Linked DNA regions of Mus musculus: region 1 is linked to region 2. Evidence: chromatin contacts called from public ChIA-PET data. All regions are on one chromosome and are shown on one strand. Each heading gives the region's core, a stretch centred on a gene start, on an enhancer-like site or on the middle of the called end of the contact. The rest is flanking DNA. Distances are from core to core; before and after follow the strand shown.

Region 1 (5,617 bases), core at 1,926-4,425, 630 kb before region 2:
TCTGGAGGAGGAAGCTGCAGTGGCTGGTCTTTGCACACACTGATCAGTTACTCATAAGTACTCGTATTCAGGCTCCCGAGGAGAGCTTTGCCATTCCTCTGGAGCCTGACCCATATGGGTAACAGCTTTGCCAAATTATGACAAGACAGTTGGCTTTGGAGTTGTTGACAGGCTGTGCCCATCCGAACACACATTCACTCACAACCTCCAGTCCCTACAGCCAATCATGTGACACCTGCTTTGACTCCTCACTGTCCAACATCACCGAATGCACTCAGGACACTTCTAATTGTTAAAATTCACTAGGTGACTTTCGGGTCAACAGGTCCGTCCTTCCAGGAGGCTTCTCAACCAGCTCAGCCTGTCTGAGATCTGCCTTGCCTTGCTCAAATTCTAAGGCATGAGCCGTACCCACAACATAAGAGGAAAAGTCAGATTGCTCACACGTAAGATCCTGATTTCACAAGCTGTTATTATCAGGTGAAAATTGGGTCATCTATGTTCTCCCTTGTGTCCTGATGTGAAATCGTTATGATTTCCAGATCATTGCTTATTAAAGTAAAGAACATTTGTATACAGGTGGTTATTAAGAGTATACATTTTATAGTTGCACAGGTCACTAGAATATTCGCTGACTCACAAAGAGTTCAGTGAGTAGGGGAACTTGGCCCTGCACATGCTAGGTTAAGTGCGCTTCCACTGAGCTATCTTCCTAGCCAGCATTCAGTGTATGGTGAAAGCCAGTTTGAGTTCAGTCCTGAGGTCCTACCACTGTCCTTCCTCTGATGTTACCTTTATTTCAGAAAAGATTTATATCATGTTTGTCTCATAAAGACAGTAATACAGGGTCTTTGTTGGTGTTTCTATTGCCATGACCAAAAGCAGTGTGGGAAGAAAAGGGCTTATTTCAGTACAGTCCATCACTGAGGTAAATCATAGCAGGAATCTGGAGGCAGGAGCTGATGCAAAGCCACGGAGGGTGCTGCTTACTGGCTTGCTCAGTCTGCTGTTTCATAGTACCCAGACCCATCAGCCTAGGGATAGCCCCACCCACAATGGGCCCATCAATCACTAATTAAGGAAATGAGCTATATAGGCTTGCCTATAGTGTGATTTTTATGGAAGCATTTTTTTTTAATTGAGGTTTCAGATGACTCTAGCTTGTGTTAAGATGACATAAAACTAGCCAGGATAGTCAGTTTCTCATGAACTATAATTTAAAATGATGAGACATTTCAATAAGGCTGATACATTTTTTAAAGGATTTTTTATTACATTTTGTTTTTTTAACATTTCAAATGTTATCCCCTTTCCTGGTTTCCCCTCTGAAAACCCCCACCCCTTTCCCCCTCTCCCTGCTCACCAACCCACCCAATCCCGCTTCCTGGCCCTGGCATTCCCCTACACTGGGGTATAGAACCTTCACAGGACCAAAGGCCTCTCCTCCCATTGATAACCGACTAGACCATCCTCTGCTACATATGCGGCTAGAGCCATGAGTCCCAACCATGTGTTTTCTTTGGTTGGTGGTTTAGTCCCAGAGAACTCTGGAGGGTACTGGTTAGTTCATATTGTTCTTCCTATAGGGTTGCAGACCCCTTCCGCTCCTTGGGTACTTTCTCTAGCTCCTTCATTGGGGACCCCGTGCTCCGTCCAATGGATGGTTGTGAGCATCCACCTCTGTATTTGTCAGGCACTGCAGAGCCTCTCAGGAGACAAGGCTGCTATTTTTAAAATGCATGTAAGATTTAAGTCTCACAACCAAAAAGTGACCTTTTTTTGGTGAGAGTGTCCTTGGGAAGGTTAATACAGAGCAAGGTGCCTTTTGTGTTTCACTGACTCCCCACAAAACTTTAACTGCTATATTCCTTTTATTGCAGAGGAAAGCTGGGATTGGGCAACTCAGGGCTACCTGGAATCACCAAGTGCGACCATAAGACTTTACCCGCTGAACTCTACACAGGCGCTTCCATTGAGATTTTTTTAAATTGCATTTTGTTTTTTGTTTTCAAAACCAATAGTCCCAGGAACTATCTGATGTTCATATGGCAGGCACGAATTTGAAAGGGATCCTACCTTGAGCTGATGAATGACAGAGCAGATCGTATTGACGGCAGTGAGAACTTCCTTGGTCACTTGGTTGATTACTCCCTAGAAAAACTTGACCTTTGATGGCATCTAAGTGACTGCGCTGTCTTTTAAGATCAACTTTCTGCAACTGGCATAATCTCCAAACTTGAGGCGAAATTTACAAGCCAACCATTGGCTCCCCCTCACCAACTTGCTAAGCAAGAGCTCCGCTGCTGCTCTGTATGTAGTGCCTCGCCCACAGTCTGCCTCCAGGAACAGGCTCTCGTTTGTACAGTCCAGGCTGACCAGGTATGTGAAATCCTGTTTCCCCAGTTCCTGAGATTACAGGCACATGCCCCACATCCAGTCTCATGGGTCTGACACATGCACAGTAAATCCACACAACTCGGTCCTAACATGCTTCACTCCTCGAGAGTTTCCTGGTACCTCTTGCTGGGTGCTGGCCATCTAGAGGCTATGCTGATTTCTATTACTAAATTTGTCTGTTAAGTGGTTGTTACACGCAAAAGAAAGCTCACTGCACAGCGCTGGATGGCAAGTGCAGCTGTTAAACCACGTGAAACGTAGCCTCCGGTTCTTTCAGAAAGAAAATACTTGTAGAATAGACTTTTTTAAATGTTTATTTTTAAAATGTTTAATTAACCAAGTTTTGCTCCAGAGGAAGAGAAAGGAAAATGCGCTTTATCTGAAGTATATTCCTTTCAAACTCCAGTGACATTTGGGGGAGCAAGTTTAGAAATTACCCATACCACTTTTTGGCTCTTCTTGTGATCACCCTCCAAAAGAAAATGACATGGGGGAGAAGTGAATGGTTTAAGTGCAAGGCTGCTGGCTCTCTCTTAAAGCACTGGGTCTTTGCAGCGGGAAGTGGACTGTGGGTGTAAATACGTGCTGCACTAGCAGCGACCACACCTCCTAGCAGGGCCTCTGGACCCAGAGTTTCCTGCAGGTTTCCTCTCCACAGGGCAAGCTAGGGGCGGGCAGGAAAGGAAGATGCGCTGCCCAGGAGTGGGAGCGGGGCGGACCTCTTGCGCTTGACCCCCGCCCTCTGAGAGCCCGCCTCGGGGCGTGGTCCCGGCAGCCTGGGAGCGTGCCGGAGCTCTGGACCCGGGCGGGCGTGCAGCTGCGGGACGGGAGATGCTCGGTCAGTCACCCTGTGGCCGCTGAGGCTCCCCTCTCACTTCCGCCGTGCCAGACAGACCCGACCCGAGGTAAGGATCCGAAGCTCAGGTGGCCCACCACCAGGGCGGGCACCTGGCGCAGGCGTGGCCGAATGACGGGACTCTCAAAGGCAGGAGTTCAGATTGGAACCTTTGGAAACTCAACGTTGCGACATACGTTTGTGGCTTTCCAAAAGTCTCTTTCTGGGATACTAACAATAAGCAATGACCTCAGTAACAAGTTTTATGCTGACTACCACTGGACTGGGTTTGCACCCGGGAACTTGAAGCACCTCTGGAAAGTGAGTTGGTAGGAGAGCAGGGCTTCACGGGGGACGCACAGCTCACCCCATGGTTGGGATAGAGAAAGCTTGTTCAGAAGCGCAGCTCTGGGATCCAGATTGCCTCCTAACAGACATTATTCCTGGATCTATACACAGAAGCCTTGCTTGTGAAATTACTTTGTTTCTCCTTCTATTCTTTTATTTTCCTCCTTTTATTCTTTAACGATGTCCTGTGGATATAAATTAATTTTCCTTTGTTGTCGGCTATGAATCATTTAGCTGCTTTCTGAAAAGCTTGGCTTTAAGGGGGGGAGGGGGTGATTCTGTTAGCCATTGAGAATATCCACACACACTTTTCTCCACTTTCTCGGCTGGGACTTTTACTGTTTTTCTTAGCTCCAAAGGTTCAAACCCAGGGTCTCTCACATGCTAGGCAAGTCCTCTACCACCCAAGCCCTATACAAAGCATTTCAAACATCTTGAAAATGTTCCCACTTTCCTACTTTCTTAAAATGATTCTCAGCACCAAACATTTTACTCAGCAACTACTCAGGGAATTGGGGACGTGGTGAAAAAAGGTAATAATCAGTAGTGCCCCCTCCCATTTTAGAGGCTTATTATAATCATCATCATAGTGCATGCCCTAATGCTCAGGTAGACTGCGTTCTATAATTCCATCTCTGTCCAGCTCTAAGTACAGATCATCACACAGGTCTGTATTTAACCACCCATCTTCATAAGCAAGAAAATGCAATCACAGAATCAGTGATGAGAAAGAGTTTTAAGAAGAATATTATCTCCGAGAAGCAAGCCATCCAAGAAAGCTGAGTTCACCTTTCCGGAGGCCGCTGCTAGGTGGTGTCCTATTATGTTGTCTAGGCTGGTCTCAGACTCCTAGGCTTAAGCCATCCTCCTGCCTCAGATTTTGGGGGGAGCTACAGATGCTGGGGCCACCATGGGATGCTTCCTCTGAGTCTTTCATCTGAAGTCTTAAAGTCGTGTTCCCCATCCAAATTCAAGGTAATGATTAGATCAAATCCAAGGCGACTTCCACTAAAACAGAATTTCCTTTTTTGATGCGCTGAGGAAAGGAAGGGAGGCCAATCATCTGCATAGTTAAGCTGCAACCCCCACCCCTTCGTTTTCAGGAAGTGCAGAGTTTCCTTTGTTCTCCTAGCTCTTACTGAACAAAAGCTAATAGAGACACACCAGCTTCCTTCCCACTGAGTGGTGGCTTGTTTCAATCTGCCTGCTTAACTCTGTTAATTCTGTCTTCTATCAGAAGGTATGGAGTCTGTGTTTGCAAAGTTATACACGGGTAGAGATGCGCTTCAGTGGTAGAGAGCTTTCGTGGCCCACATGAGGCCACAAAGAAACTGTTATCTATGAATAACAAGGGACAGTAAGCATTAAGAAAGCATATTTTTTGGTTATGCTTAATAGAGCAGTTGGATTACTAGATTCTAGTACAAAGAAACTACCTTTAAGCGACCCAAGGCTTATTCTGTAGTACTCTAGTATTTCTATCCAGGTACAGTATCCCTTCCTACAATTCACCATGAACCTCAGGCCAGTAAGGTCTTCCCTTGCCCACCTACGTGGTCTGGGAAGATTGCTGCATGAATCAACCATCCCCTGATGCATATCAGCACCACTCATTGGAAGGCTGACAGGGGAAGGTAATTTTTATTTGTCTGTTTTCTCCATAGACTACCCAAACAAGAAAAGCAAGGCCAGATAGAGTTCACATAAAGTTGTAATATACTGAGTGTCTATTGTTTTGTTTTGTTTCTCATTTTGTTAAAAATTAAAAACATTTTTTCTTTTATTGAAAATAGATATTTTCCCCTCATACAATGTATCCTGATTACAGTTTCCTCTTCCCTGCTCCTCCCAGTTCCTCCTCCCTACCTCCCCTCCCATCCAGATCTACTACACCCTTTCTGTCTCTCATTAGAAAACAGGCAACTAAGGAATAATAATAAAATAACATGTAAGAAAAACAAATCAACATATAACAAAATAACCAAACAGGAAAAAGAACCAGAGAAAAAGAACAAGAAATGCACAGAGACAAAGAGA
Region 2 (5,025 bases), core at 663-3,162:
TCTCTGAGTATGCCCTTTAGTAATGTATATCTAAAACAAACAAACAAACAAGCAAACAGGTGCGTGCGTGCATGCGTGTGTCCATTCTTGGAGGCCTGTGGATGATACTATGTGTCTTTGCCGTAACATTGTCTACCATATTCCCTTGAGATGGGGAGTCCACTGAGTCTTGATCTTGGTCATCCTCCTGTCTTCAAATTTCTCTTCCACTAGTAATGGAATACAATTTGGGGTTTGTAGAGAAGTGGTTTTGGGTGATCCAATAAACCTCTCCACAACTGCTTGTTATCAACATCAGTATAGGGCACTGCAGGCCCTTTGCGTGAGTTTCCCAGGCTAGTATTAATATGGAATAGTTTCAACAGTCTAGTGTGCATAGTCGTCTGGGCAAGAATTAGGGTGGAGGAGGGCTACTCAGATCTGAAAGCAGGGAATGAGGTTTGGAGACAGGACATGAGGTGAGGTGTAAACTTATTTCTCAGACGCTTACAAATGCTTATTCACTATAAGCGCTGTTTTGAGCCCTTGGCATCATGTTGGTTAGATGCTGGGATGCCAAATGGCACTGTCGAAGAACATTAACCTGGGAATATACTAAAAGCATTACGACTACACCTGAACTGTAAAGTGAATAAAGCACAAAACCAACAAAGTAATATCAAAGTTATGGCAGCGACTAGCAGGTGTTTTTTTCCTTTTTGGTAAAGCTATGATAAAATGAGGTGGCGGGGGGTTAACAGTCTAGGAAGGGGACATAAACCAAGTGCAAGGGTAGCAGCAATACAAGTCTCAAGCTGTTGAGCTTTAACGTCTTTCCAGGGAAGGGGTATGTGTGTGTGGGACTCAATCTCAAGAGTTTCTAGTGGACCAAAGACAAAGAAACAGGTAGCCAGTAGCGGAGAGGCTTGCCCTAGCCAAGAGTCTCTGCGGTTCAGCCATCAAACTGCACAGGGTAGGAAAAGAAGAGAAAGACCCAGGTTCCACAAGCAACCGTGCCATAATAGCTGTGTGACCTTGTCCAAGTCCTAGAAACCGAGCTCGGTGGGTGGTGTTTCTTATAAACATGTTTCCAAGGTTTAGTGACTTGCGGGCAGGGGGGTCAGTCAAGTGCCCTAGGTGGGCATCTTGTTGGCTGACAAGGAGTGTCCAACTTCGTGCCCTCTCCCCTTTCTAGCCAGACTATTCTTTGAACCACGGGGGGATGAGCAGCTGGAGTGCAGAGTGAGCAGAAAGGCGAAGGCAAAAGAAGGAACTCCTGCCACCCGCGTTCCCCCGCCCAGCCACGGAGCTCCCGAAGCCACTGTGTGTGTGTGTGTGTGTGTGTGTCCCCGACCCTGCAAGGCAGCCGCGGGTGCACGCCCCCGGGCGCTAACAAGGGCCTGGGAACCCGGGCGGACGCCGCGCGCCGGGAGCTCCGAGCTTCCTAGCTCCGAGGTTTCGGCGTCGCGCCGAAGCCGCCCCACCCAAGCGCCCGCCCGCCCGCCCGCCCGCCCGCCCGCCCGCTCCAAGTTTCCCGGGCTGTATAATCCGGGTGCACCTTCCGCCTGTGGCCTCGCCATTCTGCCCGATCGCTGCGCGTGAGAAAGGAGGAGGGGACGCCCCCAGCTGTTGGCCTCCAGCCCGGCCAACTCCCGCTTCCACCCGGGCTTCGGCCTTTTGTACCCGCCCCACGTGACCCGCCCAGCGGCTCCCTCCACCCCGCCCCCCGTGGCCCCGCCCTCCGGCCCTTCCCGGCGACGAGCCGGCTCTTCCAGCTACCGGCCGCCCCCCTCCCGCGCTCCTCCGCTCCCTCCCTCCCGCCCGCCCGCGCAGGCTGTTCCCGCTCCCTCCCCAGGCAGCCGTTCCCTCGCGACGCTCCCCTCCCCCCGCGGCTGTTCCGCCGCTTGGCCTCCCCTCCCCCCAGTCGGAGCTCACTGTCTCCAAGATGGCGGCCGTGTCAGTTTGGGGCATCTCCGCGGTCCGGCCCGGGCCCCCGGGATCCCGGCTGTCTTCCCCCCAGGTAAGGAGCCGAGGGGCCGCCCCCGGTCGCTCCCAGCTGCCGAGCCCGAGGCTAGGCCGCCCCGGAGTCTGCTTCGGCGCCTCGCGGGGACGGCGGGCCGCTTGCAGGCCCCGCCGCGGCCTGCGCCGCCTCCCCGCTGCTCTGCGCCAGGCCTCGGGCTGGGCGCCGCGGCCGCCCCCTCGCGTCCGACTCCGCGGCCCGGCCCGCGCCCGCCCTCCGGGCTCGCGCCGACGGGCCCGCCGCCGCCGCCGCCCTAGCTCCGCCGGCGGCCCACTCCGGGAGCCGGGGCTCCCTGGCGCCGAGCAGCCAGGCCGCGGAGCCTGGGGCTGCTGTGCGGGCTCGCCCGCTCTCCCTCGGGGGCGCGCCCGCCGTCCGTCCGCCCGCCCGCCCGCCGCTCCCGCCGCTCCCGGCGCCGGGCGGGCGCGCACTCCGGGCTGTGCGGAGTGCGCGGAGATCCGAGCGGGGTTGAGCGGTGCAGGGTGACAGCCTGGTGGGTGCAGTGGTCTGGAGCAGGCAGCACGTGTGGTGTTGTGTCTGTCGGACTGTCAGCCCCTAGCCGGGACGGGTGGCGGCGGGCTTGCCTGTCAAGAGCTCCGCGACTTTGGGCCGGACCTGCCCTACCTGTCAGGCTCCGTCACAGCCGGTGTCCCCCTTGCTGCTCTTCTGAGCCGACCCCTTGGAGCGAAGAGCTCGGAGGAGCTGGGGCTAGAGCTTACTATGCTCCTAACTCCACGTGATTTCATTGTTAACTTACTCTCCGGGCTGTGTTTCCATAGAATGGGACCGGCGAAGCGGTCCGCTGGCAAACTGCGGGGCTCTGCCGCTTCAAGTTTTTTTTAAAGTTCCTTGGGCTTTAAATCGAGGGCGCGCGCAGATGTGTTTTGGGTTGGGAGAGAGAGCGGGAAGGGCTTTGCGAGCCCGGCTGGTCTTTCTTTCTAGCTCGCGAGTGTACTTTCTGAGAGTTAGGGTTCAGATCTTCAGAGCGTTGGTTTGTGCAGACTCGCAGATTGGGGAAACTTCCGGCCGGAAAGACAATGTGTGACTGTCATTCATTCTTTTTCACCTGAAAACTCAGCCACATAGGGTGTTCCCACCTTCTTAGGTCTTAGTCCTGGTTACTTTAAAGTTAGTGTCTATATCAGAAACATCCCTTGGGTAATAATTCTGATGTTTGTCCTCGTAAAACCTCCACTAATATGAAGCACCCCTCCTGGGGAGGGGGGTACTTCTTTTAGTTAGCTAATTTTGAAATACATTTTGGCCCCGGGTGCTAATGCTTTTTTTCTTACTAGTACTATTTCATTCCTCATGTATTAGTCTCCCGTTTGCCTGCACACTGTTGGGAATAGTTGCTGAAGGGGTGCCCCCGCCCCTTTTTTGCTGTGTTTATATTGTACACGTGCTCCAAAACATGAGAAGTTCAAAGTTACACTTAGTTTTGGAGGAACAAGTTCAGAGGTAGTAGTATATTTGTTTTTGTTTTATTGACTAATGTACATTCTGAGATAGCAATCTCAAATTTACATTTTTATCAGATCATAGGCAGTTACTTGTTTTCTGTATTGTACGATTTTACATGTATCTGCATTTGATCCAAATGATTCTAGGCCTTTCTTATTTCTAGTTTATCTGTAGATTATGTTTGACAGTTGTCATTTCCTTCAGTGTATGGGTATTGGTGAAAGTTTGAATGAAATTCCTTACACACTTTGACACTAAGCTGTTTTCGTTTGCATTACTCTCCGTATTGTGGTGTGTGAAGCAGGTTTATTTTCTTTCGTGTAGGAACTGATCAGATTGCTGTTAGTGGTTTCTGCAGAGCTTACTGTCTGTTTCCTATCCACTGGAATTTTGAAAGCTGATCCACTTTTGCTTTTGTTGCAGGATTCTTCCTACTAATCCAGATACTTGTTGAAGTGCTGAATAGTTTCTTGGGGACAATGTGGAGGACGAGTTGACCCCCTAGACTGGTGAGCACAGATTGCGGAGGACTAACTAGCACTCCTCCGGTTAGTTACGGCTGAGGTCGTTTGTAGACATCTTTAGTTCCTCATTTTACTTTAACTACTCAGCTTCTTCTCCTTCTGTTTTTATTCCCGTGGTTTCCAGTTGACTGTATTGATAGTGCTGTATTTAAGCTCTTGAGAGTGTTGTTAAACACACTGCTTTAAGACGCGACTAGGAGGTTTCATTTGATAACTTATTCACAGAGCAGGCCTTGATAGAAAACTGACATTATTTTAATTTCTTCTCAGGCTTAAGATACTCACTTTCTGCTTGAAGCCGGGAATGAGATGTGTGGAACCCAGGAGTGTGTGTGGAGTAGACACCAATGCGTTGTGATAGTGAGGATTTTGAAGATACGACAGAAAAACCAGGCGTTTTGATTTCTGAGGTAAAAGTAGGCTGTAAATCTATTTTGTGAAAGGAGGGAAGACTCAGGCCAGAAATCTTGTATGCTATGGTTAACTGGTTCCCATCCTCCGAGAATCCTGTTTTCCATGGTGTAAGACTTACTCAGCATCAGGATAAGGGATAACGACTCTATGGATATACAGAATCCTTCACCATGGTAAAACTCGCTAACCCGCTGTACACGGAGTGGATTTTGGAGGCCATCAAAAAAGTCAAGAAGCAGAAACAGCGACCTTCAGAGGAAAGGATCTGCAATGCCGTGTCCTCATCCCATGGGCTGGACCGCAGGACTGTGCTAGAGCAGCTGGAGCTGAGCGTCAAAGACGGGACGATTTTAAAGGTCTCAAACAAAGGTCTCAATTCCTACAAAGATCCTGATAATCCTGGGCGAATAGCACTTCCTAAACCTCGGAACCATGGAAAATTGGATACTAAGCAAAGTGTGGATTGGAATAAATTACTCAAGCGGGCATTTGAGGGCTTGGCAGAGACTGGTGGCTCAACTTTGAAAAGTATCGAACGTTTTTTGAAAAGCCAGAAGGATGTATCTGCTGCCTGTGGAGGTAGTGCTGCCCCTGGGTTTCACCAGCAGCTACGATTGGCCATCAAGC

Evidence for each region. ChIA-PET counts read pairs in DNA pulled down with a chosen protein or histone mark.
Region 1: an RNA polymerase II ChIA-PET map of memory CD8 T cells shows a contact between it and region 2, with 7 read pairs. The contact joins the promoter of Thsd1 here to the promoter of Kat6a in region 2. A contact is called at or near these places in 4 of 39 promoter capture datasets (the HPC-7 cell line, cranial neural crest, liver and 1 more) and 1 of 115 datasets of contacts at active chromatin or transcription factors (memory CD8 T cells).

Annotation. Positions count from the first base shown.
Region 1 is chr8:22,224,128-22,229,744 of GRCm38.p6, forward strand. It overlaps Thsd1 (thrombospondin, type I, domain 1), which reads left to right and starts at 3,176. Exons shown (of 5, transcript NM_019576.2): 1 at 3,176-3,302.
Region 2 is chr8:22,857,634-22,862,658 of GRCm38.p6, forward strand. It overlaps Kat6a (K(lysine) acetyltransferase 6A), which reads left to right and starts at 1,913. Exons shown (of 18, transcript NM_001081149.2): 1 at 1,913-1,999; 2 at 3,884-3,969; 3 at 4,255-5,025. The coding sequence starts at 4,569. Gm46036 (a long non-coding RNA gene) reads right to left here and starts at 2,806. Exons shown (of 3, transcript XR_001778526.2): 1 at 2,621-2,806.